2 separate regions of the Gossypium hirsutum genome follow, and region 1 is linked to region 2. A link is a contact called in public Hi-C data. All regions are on one chromosome and are shown on one strand. Each heading gives the region's core, a stretch centred on a gene start, on an enhancer-like site or on the middle of the called end of the contact. The rest is flanking DNA. Distances are from core to core; before and after follow the strand shown.

Region 1 (5,617 bases), core at 2,137-4,636, 310 kb after region 2:
GGCAGGAGCTTTGCGACTTAGCTATGAACCTAAACGAGAAGGCTTTGCGAGCTTCAAATCTTGGTGTGGGAGAATATTGTAACCTCTTTCCCTTATTTTGGATTGTTTTGTTCCCAAAGTCTTTTTAAACACTCTTTGTTAGCACTTATGGAAGGTTTAAATTTGCTTGGTCTTTGGTGGGTCGAGTTTTGATCCCATTTCAGTGTGGCAGCACTTGTTTCATGATTTTGCTTTGCTCTAATGAATCTGTAGATGTATCAAAGAAACCATCTCTAGGTGAGAGATCTCTTGCATATTGGCAAGGGCCAAATGCTTCAATTATTAAGTTGAATTGTGATGATAATTCCAAGTTGTCTTATTGGTCGAGTGTTCACCTTCTCTTGGGATAATTTGGGTTCGAATCATGTTGTACAAAAAAGAATTGAATTGTGATGCCTCTTTTGATCCTGTTTTTAGTGTATGTATTGGTGTCGGTTGTTGTAACCATTGCAACGACTTGATTGATGGGGGTTTGGTATAGTTCCTTTGTCTTTGGTTGAGGTTGCAAAAGCATTGGCTACCCGAGCTGTGTTTTTTTGGCTAGGAATATAGATTCATATTCGAGTTTGATAATCAAAAGTTGATTTCTCATCTCAATCTTTTTTTAGTAAAGCGACTGTTGGGCACTTCAACAATTGAACTGAACATTCGATCTTCTCTGTGTTCCATTTTCTACTACTTTCTCCTTTGTTGGTAGAGAGACAAATAAAGTTGCCGAATGAGTAGCAAAGAAGTGTCTCGGGCTTTTTATAACCATTTGTGAAATAGAAAGTTAACATATTTCTATCATATTTTATAATGTCCGAGATAATTTATTGATAAGCAATAATGCAAAAATTATGAAATGTACAATCTGCTCCTATATTTTTTTTCTTTTAACTAAAATTAATTTTGTCATTGTAAGTTCCAAGTTGAAACAAAATCGATATATCATCTTGGCAATTGGCGAAAAACAGCTAATGGCTACGGGCAAATTTAAAACCTAAGGAGGTATGATCTTCCTTTGCTCAGAGAACTAATCAACGTGCTTTCTTAAAGTATGCCTTCAACGTATATTTGGACAAACATGATCTTACAAAGAAAAAATATATATAAAAATCGAACACATCGGTAGCAGACACAGCACATGAATCCAACACACTCTACCGGAAACATTTAATATCATCTTTCATTGTAGAAACTATAAACTTTATTGACAGTTCTTAGCAGGACAGCCATATATTCAAAATAGCAGGGAATATTTTGAAAATATTCAGGTAGAAGTCTCATGGAGATACTTGAACTAGGATTCATACTATAGATCAAAGAGAAAATTGATCTTTTCATTAAAAAAATTATCAATTTCTTCTGTTAAAAACTAATCTTTGTACGTCAGAACAAGGTATGCCACGAGTAATTGTCTAATTATTTATCAGACACTGTAAAAATAAATGAAATTTTTAACAGCCCCTGGACTACCAAATATTCATCAAGAAGTTTAAAGAAGGATAGAACAAAGCTCAATGTCCCGAACAAAACAAAACTAGTAAATAGTTTTAGCAGAATATTCGATTATTAGAATTTTCTTTTCATTCCAAAACAAGTAGAACAATGAAACAAAAACATAGCAAAAGAGTAACACAAATTAATCCTTACAATTAAGCAGAATTGACCTTTTGTAAAACTATCTAAGAAAAAAAATATTATCATCATTCAAACTTCTATGGTGGATTGCATAGTTCATCTAATCATTCTTAGCTGCAAAAGAATATAAAGCAGCTAACTCAAACCACCAGCAAAATAACAGCTAAAATCTCAATTCTAACCTGTTGATTCTTTAGCCTCACGAGCTTCAGCATTACCAGAAACCAAACCAAGTTCTTCCTCGAGCTTCTTCCATGCTATCAAAAAGTTGGGAGGAAACGTCTTCTTTACCGTCCTGATTAACCCTTTCGCATCCTTGATCTTCTTTTTCATCACCAATCCCTCCACCAAATGCTTCAAAGTGTTAAAATCAGGAATCTTATGCAACCTCACACTCTCTTTGAACACCTTATAACCTTGCTCATACAATCCATTTAAACATAAATAAAACACCAGCGTCCGAAAAGTAGCCGCATTTGGATTACACCCATTACCTTCCAATCCTTCATATACCTTCTTAGCTTCATCCAACATGCCTCTCTTACAAAAACAAGTCATCAGATAATTATAACTAATGGTATCCGGTTTCAACCCCAGGGTGCTCATATCGTCAATCAACTCCTTCACTTTCTCCGGCTCTCCGCCTTGAAAATTCGAAATCCTAACGTTATAAGAAGCAACATCTAATTCGCAACCAGTCTTCATCATCTCAAACCACAACTTCTCTGCCTCTTCCGTTTTTCCCTTCTTATACAATGCGTTTAAAATTGTTGTAGAGGTAACTGCAGTTACCTCCACGCTTTTCCTTTCCATTTCTCTTAGAACCTCAAGCCCTTTCTCGGGATGACCCGCTTCGCAATAAGATTTAACTAAAATCCCGTAGGAAACTTTGTCTGGTGAAAGACCAATGTATTTCTTGGGAATTTCATCGAACAGCTGGGGAACTCTGTCAAATTGCCTAGACTGATTGCAAGCGGAGAGCAAGGCGTTGAAAGAAATGGTTGATCTGGGGGTACCAAATTGGTCCATTTGATGGAAAGTTTTGATGGCATGATCTAACATGCCAGCGATACCATAGGATCTGATGAGAGTAGAGAGGAAAGGCTCCTGAGAAATCTTGGGGTCGGTTTTGTGGGACTCTATTAAGGATTCGATGTCGGAGAAACGACGGGACTTGGCGAGGCGGCGGACGGTGAGGTCTTGAGCGTAGCGGGAAGAAGAAGGGGAAGAGTAGTGTTTGGAAACGGAAGAGTAGATTTCGAGGGCTTTGTCAGGGTCGTACTCAGTGCGGAGTTTGCTTTTGGCTTGGGAAACCGAAATGGAGGAGTAAGCGGCGGAGGAGGCAGCGGCGGAGGAGGCAGCGGCATTGGAGGTGGCCGAAAAGTGGCGGAGGTGGCGAAGACGAATGGAAGATGACATGTTTTTTGGTAGGAGACTTGTTAGGGTTTGGTTTTAGGGTTTTAGAGTGGGAACGGAGCAGAGCAGCTTAAAATCAATGGTCAGAGAATTTTGCTAATGAACTTCGTTAAGTTTATTTTTAACCTTCTATTATTATTTTTTCTTATTTCTTTATACACACAACACGATCATTCAAATCTTTATTGGCCAATCAATATTACATATTTGTTACGTGAGCGAGTTTTTTTTTTTTTTTGGATAGTTAAAATTTACTTGGAAATGGCACCCTTTGTGAAAATGAACGTATAACATGGAAATGTTCACTGAATTACGAGTGACCCAAAATAACCTTGTATTTTAAATATAGGGTTTTATCTCTAGATAATTTTCTTTTTAAAAAATAAACTTCAATTTTAAGATGATAAAGAAAACATGTACTCGTTTGTTTTAAAATTTATAATACAAATAACTAGCCTTTATTTGATATTTCATCTCACTTTTAATTCCAGTGCCAACACACAAAATAAATATCCTAAAGCTGGTTCGAATTTTAATATTTTCTTCATCCTTGATACCAAATTAAGAAATGCAGGAGATACAAACTAAAGGACATTTGGAAGAGGAGAGAGCATGTCACAAACCTGGCAATTGGCATTAGGTACAAAACCAACATTAGAATTACAATAAGAGGTGGGAGTCATGGATAAATTTCTTATACCTTGTCTATATCTTAACTCTAAAAACCTAAACGAATAAAGAACCAGTTCGTACAACTACATTGCATCATAGGCGTAGCAGATAAGATATGGCTCATTAGCCATCATACTCCCCCTGTGCAAATTTGTTCTCAGGATAGAACACAGCAATTACTTGATTTTCACCAAATCTCCTTCCATTCATTGCAGCTTGGGCTTTTCGGGAACCTTCCACATCTGAGTACTCCAGAAATACCTTCAAATACCAAGCAATTGCGGTCAGTCAGTAACTAAGGGAAAGAAATGAATAAGGGGCAACTAGCAGAAACATTGCTAATGCAGGTCGATAACTAAAACAACAGGATTTCTTACAAATATAGAGCACTGACCTTCCCAACACCTGGTAATGATTCACCATTTGGATTCGGGCGGGGTATGACAACATTCACCAATGCACCTGCATATTACGTGTGAAAATTTCGAATCCACATAAAACTTTATTCAGGGAATTAGTTAGAAGAAATCAGTGTGAAGAAAATATAGATAAAGAATTAGTGTCTTCTGTCTGTGCAAGCTTAATTTGCTAAATTTGACTCTTTAATAACAGAAGCGAACAAGAAGAGCTGTAAAACGGAGATATAAACAAAAGGGAAAACGGAAATTAATAAAGTATACAGGACTTAGCATGTTAAAATAACTTTAAAAACTTAATAAGGAGGGTCAGGTACAACAAGGATGGACCAAATGGTTTTAAGAATAATTTTACCATGTTTTCCACCCTCTTGCCTCATGTCTTCAACAATGTCCCCATACTCCTCATCATCTCTAAGATCGTCTTCACTAATTGCTTGAGTCAAGCACACAACCTTTGTGGGCACACCTTGTGGTTGCAACATAAGCCTCTGTAAAGGACAAAGACACTGCAAATTAGCCTATCATGTATAGACGATACTTGCAACAAATGAGTAAATTTTAGAAATAAAAATAGCACTACCTAATCTTACCTGCAAAGCAATCTGCTGCTGTGCATGCTGAAGGATGCTCTCTTGCTCAGGTTTAGGCTGGGTAGCACCTTGGTTTGCTCGCCTAACAGTGAGAGTTTTATCACCCATTTTAATTCCATTTAAAGCAGCACAAGCGATGTCCGTAACTGACAGATCTTGATATATGCAGAAGGCATAGCCCTTTGAGTTTCCAGTTTCTCTATCTTTTACTAGATCAAAACCTCGAAGGGGTCCAAAAGACTCTAACAACTCCCTGATCTGCGCTTCAGTAAAGTAATATGGAAGCCCCCCCACAAAAATGCGGTCTGGACCCTCAAGCCCACCAGCAGACCCTGGAGATAGACCTACAGCTGCTAGATTAAGATTGGGACTGGGCTGACTTGGACCAAGAGTTGCAGCAAGCGAAGGGTTGTAGTCACTGGGTCTCCGAACCTTCACAGGTGCTCCCTAGAAATTCAGACAAGTCATTACAATTTCTTGTATTTAAATGACTTCAGTATGAAGATCCTAAAGAATATAGAATACCTCAAAGATAATCCCATCTAAAGCCATCGCATTACTAGCTTCCTCAACTGATCTCATCTCTACAAAAGCAAACTTCTTTTCATGGTTTATGTAGACATTAACAACAGCATCCCCTGAATGTAACAGAAAAGGATGAGTGACTAGAGACATAAAGCAGGTATTCCAGTCCTGCGATGTATCAAAAAATTTCTCCATATACCAGGACCAGCAGTATTTCCACCAATTGCAGCCATAACCTGGCTGAAGAAAGTCGCGACTGACTGCAATATAATATTTAGGTCAGTTCTAGCAATAAATGCAACCAATAAAATGAAATGTTTAACTATAGTGCAG
Region 2 (5,327 bases), core at 335-2,834:
TCCTTCAGTTCCTTAATCGGAGTTAGAATCGGTTCGAATTCAAAATTCAAATCCAGAAGCTTGGCAAAGTCGCGTAGACGGTTACCGGAAGCATAAAGGGAGGGAGCTGGAGATGATCCCAAAACCGGGGCAGGTATACCCGAAATACGAATTCGGGTGGGTTTTCCAGCTGACCTGGTCGCTAGAGCTTGCAAAAGAGCAGCCCATTGAACTCCTTGAACAATTCCAAAGTCCACTACGTGAATCTTGGTTGCTCGCTCAGTAGCTTCGAGAATCGCTTGATTTGCCGTTAAATGAGCGAACTTGGAGTAAGGGCAGGCGTCGTTCAATACTTTGTAAGACAGAGTGAAGTCCTCCGACGTTGTTTCGAGCAGATTCAATCTTTTCTCTGCTGGAAGAGAGACTTTGCTATAGAGGGCTTGGGTGAAGTAAAAAGCCACTCTTTCAGTTGGATCTCCACGTTCAGATACCGACTCCCTGAGTTCAACCAGTGATTTAATCGCGCGTTCAGGTTCTGAGTCAGAGAGTCTAGCACAGTCGAGTACAGCTTTCAAAAGCGGGGGAGCTGACTCGATCTCGCTGGAATCAGCTGAGACCCCTGCGGCATCGTTTGTGAGTGGGGTCTGGCTCGGAGGACTGCTTGCTTTGGTTTCTTTAACGGCTACATGAGGAGGAGGTGGTGGTGGAGGGGATGGGGATGGGGACCACGTAGGTAGCTGGTGCTGAGACTGAAGAGTAGGGCTAAGGTTTTTCTGTGCCTCGGTTGGGAAAATGACTCGGTTCAGATCAGACGGCGTAGGACACGCCACGCTGAGACAATTTGGGCAAGCACTAAATGGATCAGCACCGCAAAGACCAAAATCAGCATTGTTCTGCCATACTTCACAACCAGACGGCAGATTTGAACTATCCGTTGAATCCCCACTGTTCATTAAGCAATCCATCCATTCGTCGGTGTCAAACTCACCACCCGAACCACCACCAAAATCCGGGAATCGAAACCCACTCGAATGATGATGCCCCATGTTAGGGAACTGAAACCCTTCTCCAGTATCACCCTGAAACAGGTCAGTGAAACCTGGACCCGAAAGCCCGTATCCGAGAATGGGAGAGTTGGAGACGCCATGGTGGGGGTTGTTAGGCCAAGGGTTTAAAGTAACATGACTGACACCAAGAAGCTGTTGCTGCTGGTGGTGGTGCTGCTCTTGTTGTTGTTCTTGCTGTTGCTGTTGCTTTATAACTTGTTGAGCGATTGCCATTAGATTTCCGCTATCCGCACACATATATGCCATTCTCCGGCCAAACCTCGACGGAAAATCGTTTTAACTGCACTATCATTACCCACAATTAACAAAGAAAGGATCAGCGAAAGAGTGAAATTTTTTCCAGTTTTTAAAGCATGAAAGAAGAGAGAGAAGAAAGATAGTACATACAAAAGTGTAGGCCCAACGGTAACTGAAGCAGAAGGTCTACAAACTTGGATTTTGCTCAAGGAAAGGAGAGAAAGAGAAAGAAAGCAATTTGGAGAAGTGCAACTCTAAAAAACGATACCTAAAACAGTAGAAGTAGGGAACGCTGAGTCGAGTCGCTTCAAATGAACAAGTGGGACCTTATATCATAGCCGCTAAGCATAAAGACAAGTTGGTCCCTCTTTATTTTAAACAAAATAGAATGAGAATTTGATTTAAAATATTTGTGGATTAAGAGGGTTAATTAGTCAAAAAGTTTATTTTAAAAGTTAATTACCTCGTTTTTTTTAAAATTTAGAAAAGATAAATTACACTAATAGTTATTTAATTTTAGACAAAATAGTTATTTAAGTTTCAATTTAATTACTCAATTTTTAAAAATTAATAAAAAAGTCACCACTAATCATTTTCCGTTATAGACATAACGAAGCTACCATTTTTTGTTAGATACTTAACGGAGCTACCATTTTCCATCCCCTATCACTGCTCTCACATCCCTCTTTCTCTTCCCCATCATTCATCTGCCTACTTTGATTCTCTCTCCCTCTTCCTTACCATCCTTCCTCCTACTCTGATTATTTCCCTTTCCTCTACCATCCCTTTGCTAACCCTCTTCCCTTACTCTGATTTTTTCCCTACCTTTTTTTGGCATTTCCTTTCACCTCTCTCTCGCTTGAAGGAACTAAAACTTCGCTAATTAGACAACTAAAATGTTAGTAATAATAAAAGTAAGTAAGGAAACATCTCTCTCGTTTCTCTTCCATTTAAGCTTGATGTTATTGCTTATTTATTTATTGTATCATTTGTATTACATTGGTTTCAATTCCTTTTATGACATCAACTTTTTTTCGTTACAAAAAAGTTACTGCTTTGATTCTCTTTCTAAATAATTTAAATCTGTTGGGAATTTTTAACTAATTGGTTGTCTTTTCTTATCATTTTTTTCCTTTATGGATTCCTTTTTTTTTAAAAAATGCATTACAGGGTGTTAGTACTGTAAGAGTCATTACATTTACAGTTAAGGTATTGGTATTCAAACTGTATAATTTGTGTATAAAGTGACAATTTTTATTAGATTTTTGAAGCTTATATTGTGAAAGCTTCTATGGTTTGGGGGTAGTGAGAGAATTTAAAGATTAAAAACACATAAAAGGGAACCCTTTTCATATCTTTGTGTATTCTATGATAAACTTTACTTGAAGAGGATAGTATCTTGTAAATTCTGCAGAATAAATGAAAAAGTTTGAATCTTTTAGTTGGCATGGCTGATAATTTAATTAACAATGTAAAATGAGATAAAATGAAGTGTTTAGAAAATTGAAACCAAAGAAGAAGCTGAAGAACATGCAGACCAATCACAATTAACAATTTAGGATTTAAACTATGGTTTTGAGGAGGAGCCGATGAAAGTGGATAGGAGAGTTTAGAATCTCGTGCACTTTAGAAGCACCAGTTTTCCAAGGCTATTGTCATTGGGGCATAGACACATTCAAAGTTAATTTTCAACTGCATGACACAAGTGTCCCAATAGTTTCCAAAGATTGAAAACTCAAACTCAGTGAGCTTGGCGATGGGGTGACAATTCAAAGGATGAAAGGTATCGGCCAATCTTCAATCTTGAGGTTTTGGCAAACTAGAAATGCAAGTGGTACCAACTCTACTCCAAATCTATGGTATTTTAGACCAAACTCTTCCACTTCTTTCTTTGCTCATATCTAAGTTTCCTCTAATCAGTCAATTTGTGTATGTATTTTCTATGATTGTAAATTCGTTGGATGGTAGGGGGAGTAAAATTATCAGAGTAGGGGAAGAGGGTTAGCAAAGGGGCGGCGGGAAAAGGGAAAGAATCAGAGTAGGAGGAGGGATGGTGGGAAAGAGGGAGAGTGATGGGAGAGTAGTGATAGGGGGATGGAAAATGACAACTCTGTTAAGTATCTAACGGAAAACGGTAGTTGCGTTACGCATATAATTGAAAATGGTTAGTGGTGACTGTTTTATTATTTTTCGAAAGTTGAATGACAGAATTGAAACCTGAATGACTGTACTCCAAAGTTGAGCAACTGTTTGTGTAATTTACCTTTTAGAGAATTAAGAGGCATTTTTGTCTAATGGTCATTTTACCCAGCAATCAAAAAATATAAATTGATCGGAAAAAAATCTTTTACAACGGTTAAAATTTCAAACAGCTAATTACATTTTTGCCCCCAACGATTATTTTATTCTTTATATACACCCTAATTATTTTATTTTTTCTTCATTCAATCATATTCTCTCAATTCTCTCTATTATTTTATTCACAATTTTTTCATTCAATTTCTCTCAAATTGTATGACAAAACCCTAACCTTAACTCTAACAAGGAATCCCATGATAAAATTTTAGAACCTGAGAATTTCAAAATAAATTTCAAACATCCCATCTTGGGAATCTTGGATGGTTATGGGCTTCTACATAATTTTTAAAATTTTTCCCTCTGTTGCCTATATAAAGAGGATTTTGCTCCCTTTACTCCATCAACTCACTTAGCCACCGTCCCTTAGGAAAAACAATTTTTGTTTTAATTATTTTTCCTGGGTGTTGAAATTTTGGAAGGGAAAGTTTGTTTGTGTTTGTGTTTTAAGGAGAAATTGTAATAGTTTTAAGGTATGTTTAGTTCACAATGATGTAGTGGCACTTGAAGATTCACACATTTAATTTATCGTGAGGGGAATGCACCATCACCTTAGAAGATGTCACATTGCAACTCGGGCTCCTAGTTTATTTTGGTTATACGATCATGGGTTCAAGTATAACTAAGGCTTCCAATTTACGGTGGTTATACAGTACCAGGTTTAAGTATAACTAAGGCTCTTAGTTGACGATAGTTATACGGTCGTGGGTTTAAGTATAACTCAAGGTCCAAGTTGACGGTGGTTATGCAGTCACAAGTTCAAGTTTCATGACACCAAAAGAGAATGCCTTATAAATCTCATACATAAGTTTGAGATTATAATCATAGAGAAAAAATGGCTCACTAGTATAGTCAACTTATTCTTTTTCTCTATCAAAGTAGTATCATGAATCTTATTGTCTAAAACCTGTGTCAAAGGTGAGGAGGCAAGAAGACTTTTAGGGGGAAGTGATAGTGATGGTGTAGAAAATTTAGAATGCGACTTGAGGTGGCAGCGGTTGCTATGATTAAAGAACTCATTAATAATTACAATCGTTGTCACCCTTAGTTGCGTTTTAGCTTTTCTTCAAGTTGGAAATGTATAACACCCCTTACCCAACCCGATCAGTGGATCCAAGTTATGGAATGCTACAGTTGTTGTTGGAGTAACTACTAGCAAGAACATTAGAAAGAAACCTTTTAAACACACAAACATGTCATAATTACAACTTTAACATGTTAATTAGAATTTCGTGAAACTTAATCGAGCTTATGAAAACTTATTTTTTAAATTCGAGCAAGAATAAGGACCAATTTGCAAAGTTTTCAAAATTTCCTCAAATGGTATCGATACCCATTGAAGGTACCGATACTAAATTTAGCTTTGATGTTTCATAAAATCAAATTAAAATCATAAGGTACCGATACTTGGATCAATATACTGATACTTCCTTATTGGTATTGATATCTTACCATAATATCGGTACCAAATTGACATTCTGTTTATTTTAGAAATTGATTGAAAATGTCAAGTACCAATAACTTTTCTAAGGTATCGATACTTCTGTACTAAAATGTTAAAAACCTTCATTTGAAACCATTTCATGCCCAACAAAAAGTTTTATTCTCAAAGCACTTTAAGGCACATTTGAGGCTTGCATAAAAATTCCTTTTAAACATATAACAAACATGATTAAACATAACATTAAG

The links. Hi-C and Micro-C count contacts between places; a contact is called where the count stands out from the background.
Region 1: a Hi-C map of leaf shows a contact between it and region 2, with 2.4 times the contacts expected there. The contact joins the promoter of LOC107926679 here to the promoter of LOC107926750 in region 2. A contact is called at or near these places in 2 of 34 Hi-C or Micro-C datasets (both in leaf).

The regions. Positions count from the first base shown.
Region 1 is chrA12:15,957,940-15,963,556 of Gossypium_hirsutum_v2.1, forward strand. LOC107926679 (pentatricopeptide repeat-containing protein At4g36680, mitochondrial) reads right to left here and starts at 3,387. Exons shown (of 1, transcript XM_016857570.2): 1 at 1,591-3,387. The coding sequence starts at 3,081. The coding sequence ends at 1,840. LOC107926667 (splicing factor U2af large subunit B) reads right to left here. Exons shown (of 14, transcript XR_005906664.1): 8 at 5,484-5,544; 9 at 5,285-5,397; 10 at 4,760-5,206; 11 at 4,522-4,657; 12 at 4,145-4,212; 13 at 3,716-4,011; 14 at 3,609-3,673.
Region 2 is chrA12:15,653,292-15,658,618 of Gossypium_hirsutum_v2.1, forward strand. LOC107926750 (SCARECROW-LIKE protein 7) reads right to left here and starts at 1,585. Exons shown (of 2, transcript XM_016857686.2): 1 at 1,434-1,585; 2 at 1-1,326. The coding sequence starts at 1,292.